Linked DNA regions of Gossypium hirsutum: region 1 is linked to region 2. A link is a contact called in public Hi-C data. All regions are on one chromosome and are shown on one strand. The core of a region is the stretch at or near the end of the contact, and the rest is flanking DNA. Distances in the headings are between cores, read along the strand shown.

Region 1 (6,368 bases), core at 2,532-5,031, 210 kb before region 2:
ATAGCAGAATTTTTTTCTGAAACTACATACAGCAAGTAAGATATTATAGAAGAAAAGGTTAAGTACCACATTGGTTTTGCCATGGGAACTAGGCTTGATGCCTGAAATTCCAGAGCAAAATTAAGCCATTTGAAGAAACGGGAAGATGATTTATAAAATCTATTGGCTTGTAGGTTTCTCCTTAATTGCAGCAGAGCTAAAATGTCCTCAGCAACTCAAGAAATTCTGTTGGTTCTTCTTCGTCTTGGACAATCTGTTGATAATCAATGTACAAAAAATAGAAAGTTAGAAAGTAGTACAGATTATTTGTTTCTTTTCTATGGGCTGAATGCATAACAAAATCAAACAGAATGTGACGCAAAAAGAGTTCAGTGACAAATCGTATATATTTCTCCTATTAGTAAACAGGCTTTCTACATCTACAAAAGCATCAAACTCAAAGACAATAAGAGGGATCCAAACTTGATTTGACCCTGGCATAAACATAACTATATCCTTTGATTTAAATAGCAAATCAATTACCCTCATAAATATTTATAACATTAACCCATACCTTCACAAGGGTGTCCTCTGGCAGACCCACTTGAGTTAGAACATCATAACCAACTTGGTTCCAGTCAATATCATCTCTATCCCTTAGCACCTGGCTGCTATCTAACTGAATCAAGTTTTTTTCATGATGATAAAACTTCCCTATCCAAAAATACAGAATCCTATCTTCATTTTTGCCTACAGCTGTAGCTGGAGAAAAAATTGCAAAAGCAGATTTTGAATCTAGATCACTTCTATTAAATTTTGTCATCTTGTCTATACTGGGCCAGCGCCATACTAAAGGTTGAATTACACCAGGACATGCTGGAAAACTTTCCTCCATTCTATTTGGAACAGCAGAAACAAAACCATCCTGGGGAGAATGAATTTTTTGAGGTTCATATGTACTAACAAAAGTAGATCTCCTATCATCTGGATCAATATTAGCTATTCTACATGGAGATATCTTCAAATTGGAGCCTTCAATCACAACATCCTCTCCATTTCCCACACCATGCTTGGAATCAAAGACAATTTCAATATCAGACTCACAAGATGAACTAGTATTGTCATTTCTCCTGTCCCTGACTTGCTTGACAAGAAAAGATGACCGATCACTTGCTTCTCGTACATTATCACTTGGCACTGGAAGCCTGAGAGACTTTGACAAACTGCCTCGCCTTTCTGCAAGGGATGTTGAAACCTTTTTTAGGGGCGAAGATGCAGCCTGAGGTTGAAAAGTGAGACTGACACTGACAAACCCTGAGCTATTAGACGTGGGGTGTGAAGAAGTTTGTGATGAAACATAAGACAATTCGGAAAAACCATGCAAAGGTGATGAAACTTGAGAAGAATTTGAAACAGCTGAAGGTGAATCCAGAGAGGACTCTGAAAAGTAGGTTGAACAACTACTGGAATCAGGAGAGGGATACAGAGGGGAGGAAGACGAAGAGGATGATGTTGATGATGGTGATGATGATGATGAACGAACTATCATCATGGAATCTGAATACATCCTGGAGAGCAATATCTTTGGTGCAGAGACAAAGTCCTTCATTATGCCAGAGGCAAACTTACATCTAAGCATGCTCCAACTGCTTTCTCTGGCAGGAAGGCGGGTTTCATGTTCATTCTCTGATGAAGCAAATGGAGGAACAATACCTCCCTTTATAGCCTTCTCGAAAACCTCAAAATCAACATTATAAGAATCCACTTTCCTCTTACCAGGGCAAATCTTAACTGCTGACTCCCCCACCCCAACTATATTTCCAGATTTGTCCATCGAAGGTAAATTATTTGAAAAGGCGTTCCAAAAATCCCTTGGTTCTTCTCCTTCCTTTATCATCATTAAAGGCCCCTGCACTTTCTCATACCGAACAATCTGACATACAGCTCCTCGTGCATCCCTTTCCATTATAGATTCACAGTTTTTACCAATCCAAATATATACTGCAGAAGGTATCTGAACAATAAATGCACCTCTAGAATCCAGTACAGAAGGGGATGGATCATTCAGCATTTTAGGGACTAGATGCAAAGGATCATAAGGCGAATGAGGCGCAATTCTATACATCCTCAGTAAGGAACTAGGGCTCAACGGGAAAGCATGAACCCTTTTTTGACACTGTAACAACTGGCAAGCAAAACCCATATTTGGATCTGCAATTCCTCTTGCAGCCTTCACATACTGAAAGGCATCGTCAAAACTCTGTCCCTCTCTCCACATAAGATACGCTATCACCAGTGATGTGGACCTTGATACCCCCTGGCAACAATGAACAAAAACTCTTCCACTCTGTTCCCTAACATGCTCAAAATAATCAAAAACATCATAAAGTATGCTAGTAATATCCTCTGATGGACTATCTTGCAACCACAGAGTTCTGTAAACAAAGTCGGCCTTGAAATACTCAGGACAAACAAATCCCACACAGTTCAAAACATGAGTAATCCCATTCTGTTTTAGTATTTCCCTATCCTTTGCAACGGCATCTCCACCAAGATAAATATGTTCAGCCACTTTTGAGCATTCTTTATCAAAGAAAGCAATCTTTTCCCTTTTCATAAGCCCGCCATTCTTATCATTACTCCACTGAATCGATGATAAGTCAAGCTTCAACCTCTCACCACTCTTGTTCCCACTCGGTGTGGGTGGCTGTGGCCACTCACCAAGATCATCAGAACCAGCCTTCGGCCACTCATCCAAACTTCTCCGTGCAATCGACAACGGCTGCAGAGGTGGCAAACACAACCTGGCCTTAGAATTCTGTTGCGAACGTGGGGTTAAGGGAGGAGGAGGATACCGACGAGCTTGTCCATCATTAGTACCATTGTTAACATTAGTATCTGCTCCTATATCTTTATCAGTTTCAGGAATTTGAAGACTGGTTCTGGACGAGGACCACGAAGCCGAACGCCAAAACATTTTCCGAGAGCCAGAAAGTTGACATGATGGAGCCCTAGGAGTAGGATTAACAGGAGCATCCTCTTTGCCCACCATTCCCACTTCACAATATCACCTTAGCTAAACTTGAAAAATAAACACAAAGAACCAACTAAACCCTACTACCTATTCACCATGATTCCAACATTACAAATACCTTCATAAAATCATAAAACAAATATAACCAAAATCTAAAAACCTAACAAAAACTCTAACTTCCCACTAGTTTCAACGTTTTCACCATACCTATTTTCAATACCCTCACTTGAAGTATTCAGACAAAACCTAGAACCATTAAAAAAAGATACAAGTTGGGAAAGAAAAACCGCACTTGAAATTACGAGTGGACATGATAAAATCGAAAACCCATGTCAGATCAGCCATGAGGAACAAGTCACTGCAAATACAAAAATTAAAGAATAAAACAACTTCCCATCTTATAAAGAACAAAATTCAATAAAAAAACACAGGTAAATAGGGGGGGGAAGTAAACCCAGAGTTCCAATTCAAAGCAAATTAACAACAATGAAACAAAAAAACGGTAAACCCAATTTGTAAATCTATCTAAGCAACTTCAGAATAACATAAAATTTAAAATATACATACACGTAGAAAAAAGCCTTAAGAGAATAGAGAAAAATAAATAAAAAAGAGCGAGATTGGGGCTTACAGGGAAAGGAAAGGAAAGGAAGAGAAAGAAGCCATGGGAAGAGTGAAACTGAAGAGGGAGAGAAAGAGAGAGAGAGAAAAAGAGGGGGAAAATAAAGTAAAAAATAAAAACGAATAAAAAGAAGGGGAAATGAAAGGAGGGGTCAGTAAGTGCGGTATATGTTTACCAGTCTTTTTCAATAATTTCCCTTTTATTTTTTTATTTCTATTTTATCAGAAAAAACAAGGTCAAATACTCCTTTCTTAAAAGGTCCTTGTTCTATGAGTTTTTTTTTTATAAAGAGAATGATTAAATCATTAACTTAAATTATTTGTGGATAAGTCACTGAAATAATTATCATATAGTGATTATAGGGCTTCGTTCCATGAAAACTACCTACCCACTAGTCTTGATAATGCCATTAACGCTAACCATCAATTATCTTGTTACCCTCTGTAAAAGTATGAATAACTTTAACCATCCAAGGAAGTTACAACATGTTCTTAATATTACGTGCCAGAGTTGAGTAATGTTGATTAGTTGCATTTTCTTGAATAGCTTCTATACTATCCAACTTGAGAATTATTTGTTTCAACTCAAGGTTCCAAGCAAGTTGAAGACCTTTCAGAGCTCCCCAAAGTTTAACATTGATAACTGAACAGTTACCAATATTCCTTGAGAAACCAGAAATTCACGTCTTATGCTGATCGCAGATCAGACCACCTGCAGCAGCATTCCCGAACACTTTGCAGACTGCACCATCAGTATTCACTTTATGTCACTCATCATCCGGTGGAATTCATCTGATCAACTTACAAGATTTAGTTTTTGAATGCCTTGAGGCCCCCATCAATCCAAAGTTTGAACAGAGATAACTTACCCTCATATGGTAAGTCATTTCCAAAACATTTTCATTCTCAATAAAGTCTGCATTAAACACATAATTGTTCCTGCCAGCAAATAATACCAAAAAGGGCCTGCCATTTAGAAGGATCGCATGCAAAATGATTAAAACCAGATATATTAATTTCTAACCAACTTCCAAAACTGATAGAGAAGAATATCCACAAATATACATCTTGCATATGGGGTAAGATTTCTTCTCATTCGATTGTCATTGGTCAGGACTTTATTCACTTTATGTCACTCATTATCTGGTGGAATCCATCTGATCAACTTACAAGTTTTAGCTTTTGAATGCCTTAAGGCCCCCATTGATCCAAAGTTTGAATATAGATAACTTTCCCTCATACGGTAACTCTTTTCTAAAACACTTTCATTCTTAATAAAGTCTGCATTAAACACATAATTGTTCCTCCTTATCCAAAGCTGCCAGCAAATAATACAAAAAAGGGCCTCCCATTCAAAAGGATAGCATGCAAAATGATTAGAACCAAATATATTAATTTCCAACGAACTTCCATAACTAATAAAGAAGAACATCCACAAATCATACAATCTTGCGTCCAAGGTAAGATTTCTTCTCATTTGATTGTCATTGGTCAGGACTTTATTTACTATAATTTATCATTTTTAGTTTGATTCATTTATCATTTTTAGTTTGATTTGATTATATGTACAGTTATTGTATTTTTCATATATTTAAAATTTATTCTCTATACTTTTTTTATGGAACTTCAGTATCTCTTTATCTAATTTAAAAATTAAAACTTAATTGATGATAACTTTAGTTTACTATTATTAAATTTGAATACGTTATTAATTGAAGATTAATTTTAAATTACATCTTTAAATATTAAATATCAACTATTCAAATTTAAAGAAAATTCATTATCAGTATTATCGATTGGACTTTAATTACAAATTCAGCAAATAAAGAGAGTAAACTTCAAATTTTTAAAGAATAGAAAGACTAACAACATATTTAAACCTTTTAGTTTTTTCACCTTTTCGAAAAATATATTTTCTATTTTTCTATTATCTTAGTTAATTTTTATCTATTTTTAAAATTTGAATTTAATTTGTATTTTAAATATTTTTAACTATTGTTGTTTTTAAATAATTTGCCTTATCTTAGTTTTATATTTTTATAGATAGGCTTACTTATCAATGAACTTTTGTGTCTTTCTTCTTATTCTTTCAAAATCTTAAATGTTATAAGAGCCAAATATCTCTAAATTAGATTTTTTTTTTCTCACCTCACCCAATCCAATCCCAAATACCTCTTAAGCTTCATAATAGCTCAAACTTTTCCATTTGGAAAGCACAATTTATCATGCTATCACATCTGCAGTTACACAATGCAACACTAATCCTTCTTAGGCTTAGTTTGGATGAGCGGTGTGTTTTGCTCCGGTGAGGTTAAAAATAGCGGTGGCGGTGAGATTAGTTACTGTAGCGGTGAGATTAGATACTATAGCAGTGAAATTAGAAATAATGGTGGAGTGTGTGTTTGGATTCAAATGCAGCTGTAGCAGTAAGGTGAGAATAAGAAATGACTATTAAGGACATCATATTAGAATTGATATATAATAGAAATTTTTTAAATTATTTTACTTTTTTAAAATTATTAAAATATGTGAATTTATAAATTCATTTAATAAAATATTAAAATGTATCTTCCAATATTTTAATTAATTATGTAATTAATTAAAATTATTTATTAATATTTTTTGGAAAAATTGTTTTTACATATATTAATATACATATTAATAATTTTTCTATTAAGCACATTTCTCTTTAAATTTTCTATTAATATACATATTAATATACATATATGATTTA
Region 2 (6,810 bases), core at 834-3,333:
AAAAATTAGTCAATAACTATGCTAGCAAAGCATGGAAATAAATGTCTAAAAATGTTTATGATACATTCAAGATTCTACATTATCTTGATGAATTCTGATTAAAAAGAAAATAGGAACAAATGAACTATCCGGATTGTTTATTTTAGTTTTCTTTTTCAGGGAAAGATTTAGATCCAGAATGACCATACCTGAAATGTTGACTTTTCCAAAACTTCATCTAATGCCTAATCCTCTAAAAATTAGTCAATAACTATGCTAGCAAAGCATGGAAATAAATGTCTAAAAATGTTTATGATACATTCAAGATTCTATATTATCTTGATGAATTCTGATTAAAAAGAAAATAGGAACAAATGACCAAGATATCAAATCATACCATAGATATTGTTATGCACTCCAAAGCCTGGCTTTGAAGGAAAACCTCTTGAAAATTCATCGGTGCATCCCCAATATCAGAGTCATAATACAAAACCTATCGATCATTAAAAATGATCAAAAGATAGAGTCATGACACAAGAAACTTATTCGAAATGTAGCATTAGTTCAGCAATTGAACCTATTTCAGGCACACAAACAATTAATCAACAGCATTAGTTTCAAAATGTAACAAATAAAAATACACTTCATGCAACAAATAAAAAGGAAATCTAAGGATATGACAATAAGGTATATTAAACTATTTAACCTAACTCATGAAAGAAACACAATATAATTTGATCTCAGACTACGCAACCAAAGTGAACCTACCTATCCCCTTGTTGAGCAGACATTGACAAAAACATTTAATTTACAACTCAATAAGTAACACTTAACTTAATTCACTGCATTCAATTTGGTGTTTGTTAACAAAAGGAATAACTCACCAGTGACGGCCTTTTTGGGGTGTCCTTTGCTTCATCAGAAGCAAGAACTTGCTCGAGGCTATTTTGACTGCCTTCAGATAACTTCTCAATTTCTTTTAGTGCAACCAACCATCTTCTCAGCAGCATAGCTCTCTCAAAACCCCTACAAGAGATTGCTGCTTCCTCCAATCTTTTCACAGTTTGCCTTACACTTCTGATACTATGAGACCCCTGCATAACCACACAACTTAAGCAAGTCCAATAACAATATTATAGGATACCAACAACAGGAAAAAGAATTTCTAAAAGTAAACAAGGTAAATAACTATCTAGGAGCGCATTAAATCAAGTCAGAAATGACAGCTGACTCTGATGTGACAACTGACCAAATCACAAAGCTCTTAATATCAGTTTACAACATCACAAGCCACATTTAACATTAGACCAAATAACAGCATAACAATATTACTTGAAAGGGAAATTGCCAAATCCAATTAAAATTAAACAAAAAAATTCAGTAAAATATGTATATAGATGTGGCTAGTGTATAGAAAAATAATTTATTCCGCCAAAGAGACACATTTCTCCAATTATAATTCGATTTTAATCGCATTTTGTTGATTTATTAAAAAAAAAAACCTGTTTAGATTATTACATACATTTCATTATCTTCTAACTGAACAACCAAAACACACAATCAATTTTAAACCAAAATGAAAACGCTAAAACTATAATCTAGAACTTCCATAACAACAAAGTAATTATTATGAAAATAACTCTAAATTTCAAATTTTTAAAAAAGAAAATCAACATTGCAAACCTTTCAAGCTAAAAAACCATTCAGCATGAAATTGCAACATGAAAACCTCAAACTGCAAATAAATAACATTTACAAAAATGAATGGAAAAAAAGAAATTACAATGCGATCTTGAAAGAGTTTGGCTCCTTCAGCAACAGCCTGACCAGCATGATGAACAACGGTATCGGCATAGTTTTTGATGTTTCGCGTGATGTTATTATTGTTCCCAACCTCCACCGCTTTGTTCACCGCCGTCCTCAGCCACGACATTTCGCTTATTTTCTAGCTTTACCGCTAGGTCGATCAATGCAATTAGGTTTAAGTAATTTCTTTCGTTATTTTCTATTTTTTTCTGTGAGGAAATGTTAGGGTTTTGGAGTTCTGAGACAGGAAATGGGGGAAAATGTGTTCTTCGATCGTTATTGTACTTTTTGTTCAAATGATGAAGTGTAAGAAAACGACGGCGTTAAATGTGGAATTCTAGGATGATGCGACGTGCTGTGACCAACAGATTTTTTTTCTTTTCCTTTTCTTTTTATCTTATAGCTAATTATGTAATTTTGTAATAATAAAAGGTTTAAAAAATATTTTTTTATTGGGCATTGAAGTTGTTATTTACTTATTTTACAATAGGTTATAAGGACCAAGTTAAATAATTCTCATTATTAAATAAATTAATTTAGTCTGTATATTATTGAAAAATTAAATAAGTCTAAATTATAATAGAGTTAACATTTATAGTATAAAAAATAGTTTGAAAATTATTTTTTTACGATTACAATTCAATTTTAAACAAAATATTTTAGTCACGGAACTATACAAACTTTAAAAATCTTAACTCTACTAAAAAGTAAATATTAAATTTATTCCAATTTGGCATTATTTAATTTTTTTAATAATACAGGGATTAAATTAATCTATTTAATGTTGGAGAGACTAGTTTTATCAGGTCCTAGAGGAACCTCTCAGGTACAATCACCTTTCATGATGTGTTACTATGTTTAAGTCACTGGGATGAATGATACAAACAAAAACAACTTGGTGGTGAGACTGGGTGTTGTACATCTAAAGTAATGAGTCATGTTTTTATTCAAATATAGTTATGAAGGCGAAGCACTTGGTATGATGGAAAATTATCATTTTTAAGGAATTTAATTAGTTGAAACATAATTCCGATATTTAGTATGCACAATGCCCTAGGAATTTAATGGAAAGTTGCCCCTTAATAATTAGTCAGAGAGTTAATTTCTCATGGGATGGAAAGTAAAAATAAAATAAAATGTACCAGACTGAATCAATCCATTCAGACAGCAATGGCCCTAAAGATTTGGCACTACACATTTTAAACCCACACTTGATCATCTCATGCATAAATGTACCAACCCTCTTCGTTGCATGCATGGGATCTTTTGAAAAAGACGCAATAAAGTGGCCGACTAATGTATTGTCGTCCTTAACGATCACAGCTATGTGATTCGATTCTGGTAAGATAGTAGCACTAATAAAGACCGAATTGAAACCAGGAGGGATCCAAGGCCCATTTCCCTTACTTTCTCCTACCCTTATCTCTTTGGACCGGCCTTTCTCAATGGTAGATGGTGGATCTTTTCCATTAGCCTTCATGGTTGGCCCACCATTAATTTTTCCTCCTCGTCAATCATTCACCAACCCCTCATACTGATTCTTTCCCTTCCAAATGCGTCTTATTTTTTGTTTCAGGATATTCAATTTCCTTATTCTTCCCCTTTTTAACAAGTCATAGTTGTATCACTAGGCAAATATCTTTATTTTCTTTGACTATCTTTTAAAATATGTTTTCATTGATATCAAATTTTAGTATTAAGATAATTTCAATACATATATCTAATATATGGATACACTTTAATTTATATCTTAATGTAAGGAGAAAAAAAAATGTTTGCAAATTCGTACATCTTCAGAATACTGAGGTAATATGCAAGTTGTTTTTAGATGCATTCATGCAACAGATCTAATCAAAATGTGAGAAAATTATACCTTTTAAATTAATACAAATATTTGTGAATAAAAATCATTAAAATATATGAACACTATCCTTTCATTTGATAAGGGCAATTTTATAAAATAACATTAGTTTTCAAATATTTTACTCAACTGCCAAACATTGTAAAATAATTTTCATAACAATTACATTTTTATCAATCACATACTATTGGTATCATAAGCACATGTAATAAAAGTAGTATTGTCAAATAAAGGGCTATTGAATCCAATGGACTTTTTTACCCGCAGTTGAAAAATAAGAGTTCAGTTGATACAACCCATCATTGTATCGTTATCCAAACATCAAATTATGATGAATTTGAAATGAAAATTGTCTTAAAAGTTGTGCACGGATGTTTTGATGGAATTCGAATGAAACCTAAGTATTGACAAGATGAAGGTTAAAATAAAATTGAGTAAAATATTATTAGATTGAAAAACTTTACATTTTTTACATGAAAGGCTATATTCGCTTGCTTTGTGAGTTTCGTATAGAGGTGATTATGGGCTAGGTCGAGTCGAGTCTAAATAAATTTTAGGCTCGATTTTAAGTCCAGGCCCGGTTCAGCCTAAAATATGGGCCTAAAACTTTATTCAAGTCCGGTCTGAAAGAAAATTACTAAGTTCGAGCCTAGCCCGGCCCATATTTGATTAAAAATAAAAAAATATATATTTAATATATAATTCGGATTAAAAGTCTAAAAATATATATAATAAAAAGTATATTTAATTAAAAATAAAAATAAAACATTTAATATATAATTTGGGCCAGCCTCGGGCCAAAAAGGTCTTACCCGAGGCCTGACCCGTTTTCTAAACAGGCCTTATTTTTTTGCCTAAACACATATTTCGAACTTATATTTTTACCCAAACCCTCACATTTTTCGGACAGACCATCAAGCCGGGCCAGGTAGCCCAACCCATGATCACCTCTAGTTTCGTCATGTTATCCTAGTGATAATTAATTGTTTTATTGTGATTTTCATCAAAAAAAAAAAAGGCATCCGGTCATTAGAAGGATTAACCACCAAAGCTTTATGTTTAGTGTTAGTATTTAGCAATGTTAGTAGTCATACATTATTAACAAATATTGATTATAAAGAGAATAAATTATATATATTTTTATACTTTATGTAATTCGGTAGTGAAAAGTTCATTTCCAAAATGGTGGATTTATTATCTACATTGAAGATTTTTTATGTTCTTCATTTGAATCTCCGGCCACTTCCAGAGGAGATACCTATAGATTCTAAAGCTACAATAAAAGCAAAAAGCAAAAAGCCTAAAAGAGGAGCACATTTGTTGCAAATATGTATTAAATTTCCATACATATCAACTGTATGACCTCTATAGAAATATGATTCCATTGAAAGCAACATGAATTGCACTTGAGAACACTTAGAGAAACAAGAAGAAATATATAAACAAGTTTCTTACATTGAGATCTTTTGAATTTACCATTACTGGTATAAAACTTATTGTAAATCAAGTACTTGAGTTGCAAATTCTAACCTTTACTAAGTTAAATCGAGGTTAAAAATCGCACTCGAGATGCACTTAGAGGTGATCATGGGTTGGGCTACTCGGCCCGACCCTGCGGCCCGCTTGAAAAATGAGATGGTTCGGGTAAAAATATAGGCCCGAAATATGGGTTTGGACAAAAAATGAGGCCCGTTTAGAAAATGGGTCGGGTCTCGGGTAAGACTTTTTTGGCCCGGACCCGAATTATATATTAAATATATGTTTATTTATTTATTTTTAATCAAATATACTTTTTATTAAATATATTTTTTTGGACTTTTAATCCGAATTATATATTAAATATATATTTTATTTTTTATCAAATATGGGCCGGGCCGGAATCGGGCTTAGCAATTTTCTTTCGGACCGAATTTGGACAAATTTTTAGGCCCATATTTTGGGTCAGGCTTGGGCCTAGAAAACGGGCCTAAACTTTGTCTGGACTCGGCCCTAACCTGGCCCGGCCCAGCCCATGATCACCTCTAGATGCACTCATTATTGTTCGAATGGAAATTTTATTAGTGAAAAAAAGTTATTGAAAGGTAAAAAGAGCCTTCAATTTGAAAGAGAGAATTCAAATGAAGTAAAGAAAGAAATACTAATGAAATGTGTTTCCGTTGCAAAAAGAAATGACATTTTATACGGGATTCCAGATTAAAATTTTTGAGAAAAAAAGACTACTTATGGTTCTGTAGGCACAAACACAACTAATCATGCTGAACAATATACGAAGAAACCTATTGTAATGGTAGCTAAAATGCAAATTCGCATGGAGATTGAAGCTCATATGGCTACTGCAATAAAATCTTCCAAATGGTGGTTGGATTCTAGAGACAATTCAAGGCATGTGAAAAATGTAAAAGACCATAATAGATCCTAATGAAGAACTACAATGTCACTAAGATCATTGGAAATGGATCAGTTTAATTGAATTTACGTCGAGATATAAGCTAAAATTATTTAATGTATTTCATGTAATTGAAATTAGGAAAAGTCTTTTATCTGCACATATGTTGTGCAATAATGAACTTAAAATTGTATTAGAGTTTGATAAAGTTATAGTTTCTAGAAATTATGTATTTGTCCAAAAATATTACTCATATGATGGTCATGGTATGTTAATATTAAGTATTAGTGAAATAAATATTATTTTTTCTCATATCATTGAGCATACATTTGTTTTATGACATGATAGTTTAGGAAATTTAAATTATATATTATTACAAATTTTTTCAAAAAAAAATATAAGGAAAAACCTGAAATTTGTATGGAAGCAAAAATATTAAGAAACCCCTTACAAAAGTTGAAAGAAATCATTAGTTATTAGAACTTGTTCGTTTTCATATTTTTTTACTTAAATGGTATGTTCCAAGAGGATGAAAGAGATAAATTATAATGTTCATTAATGATTATTTTCATTTTACCTATGCTTTTTTTTAATTAAAATAAAAGATGAAGCTTTTGAGAAGTTTAAATAATTACAAATTAATTGTTGAAAATTAAAAGGAAAATAATATTAAAATTCTTTGAAGTTAGAACTGCACTTTAATTACTCAGGTTTCATAACTTGCCTTGTTTGAAATCGATAATTTTTTTAAGCAAAATAGTTGGGCCACGATCTTGTT

The links. A called contact is a pair of places that touch in the nucleus more often than the background predicts.
Region 1: a Hi-C map of leaf shows a contact between it and region 2, with 2.2 times the contacts expected there. The contact joins the promoter of LOC107930729 here to the promoter of LOC107930732 in region 2. A contact is called at or near these places in 5 of 34 Hi-C or Micro-C datasets (callus, leaf and an unstated tissue).

What each region holds. Positions count from the first base shown.
Region 1 is chrD10:62,190,386-62,196,753 of Gossypium_hirsutum_v2.1, reverse strand. LOC107930729 (protein-tyrosine-phosphatase MKP1) reads right to left here and starts at 3,781. Exons shown (of 4, transcript XM_016862443.2): 1 at 3,645-3,781; 2 at 554-3,371; 3 at 67-253. The coding sequence starts at 3,031. The coding sequence ends at 197.
Region 2 is chrD10:61,983,080-61,989,889 of Gossypium_hirsutum_v2.1, reverse strand. LOC107930732 reads right to left here and starts at 2,083. Exons shown (of 18, transcript XM_016862447.2): 1 at 1,763-2,083; 2 at 864-1,073; 3 at 377-472. The coding sequence starts at 1,912.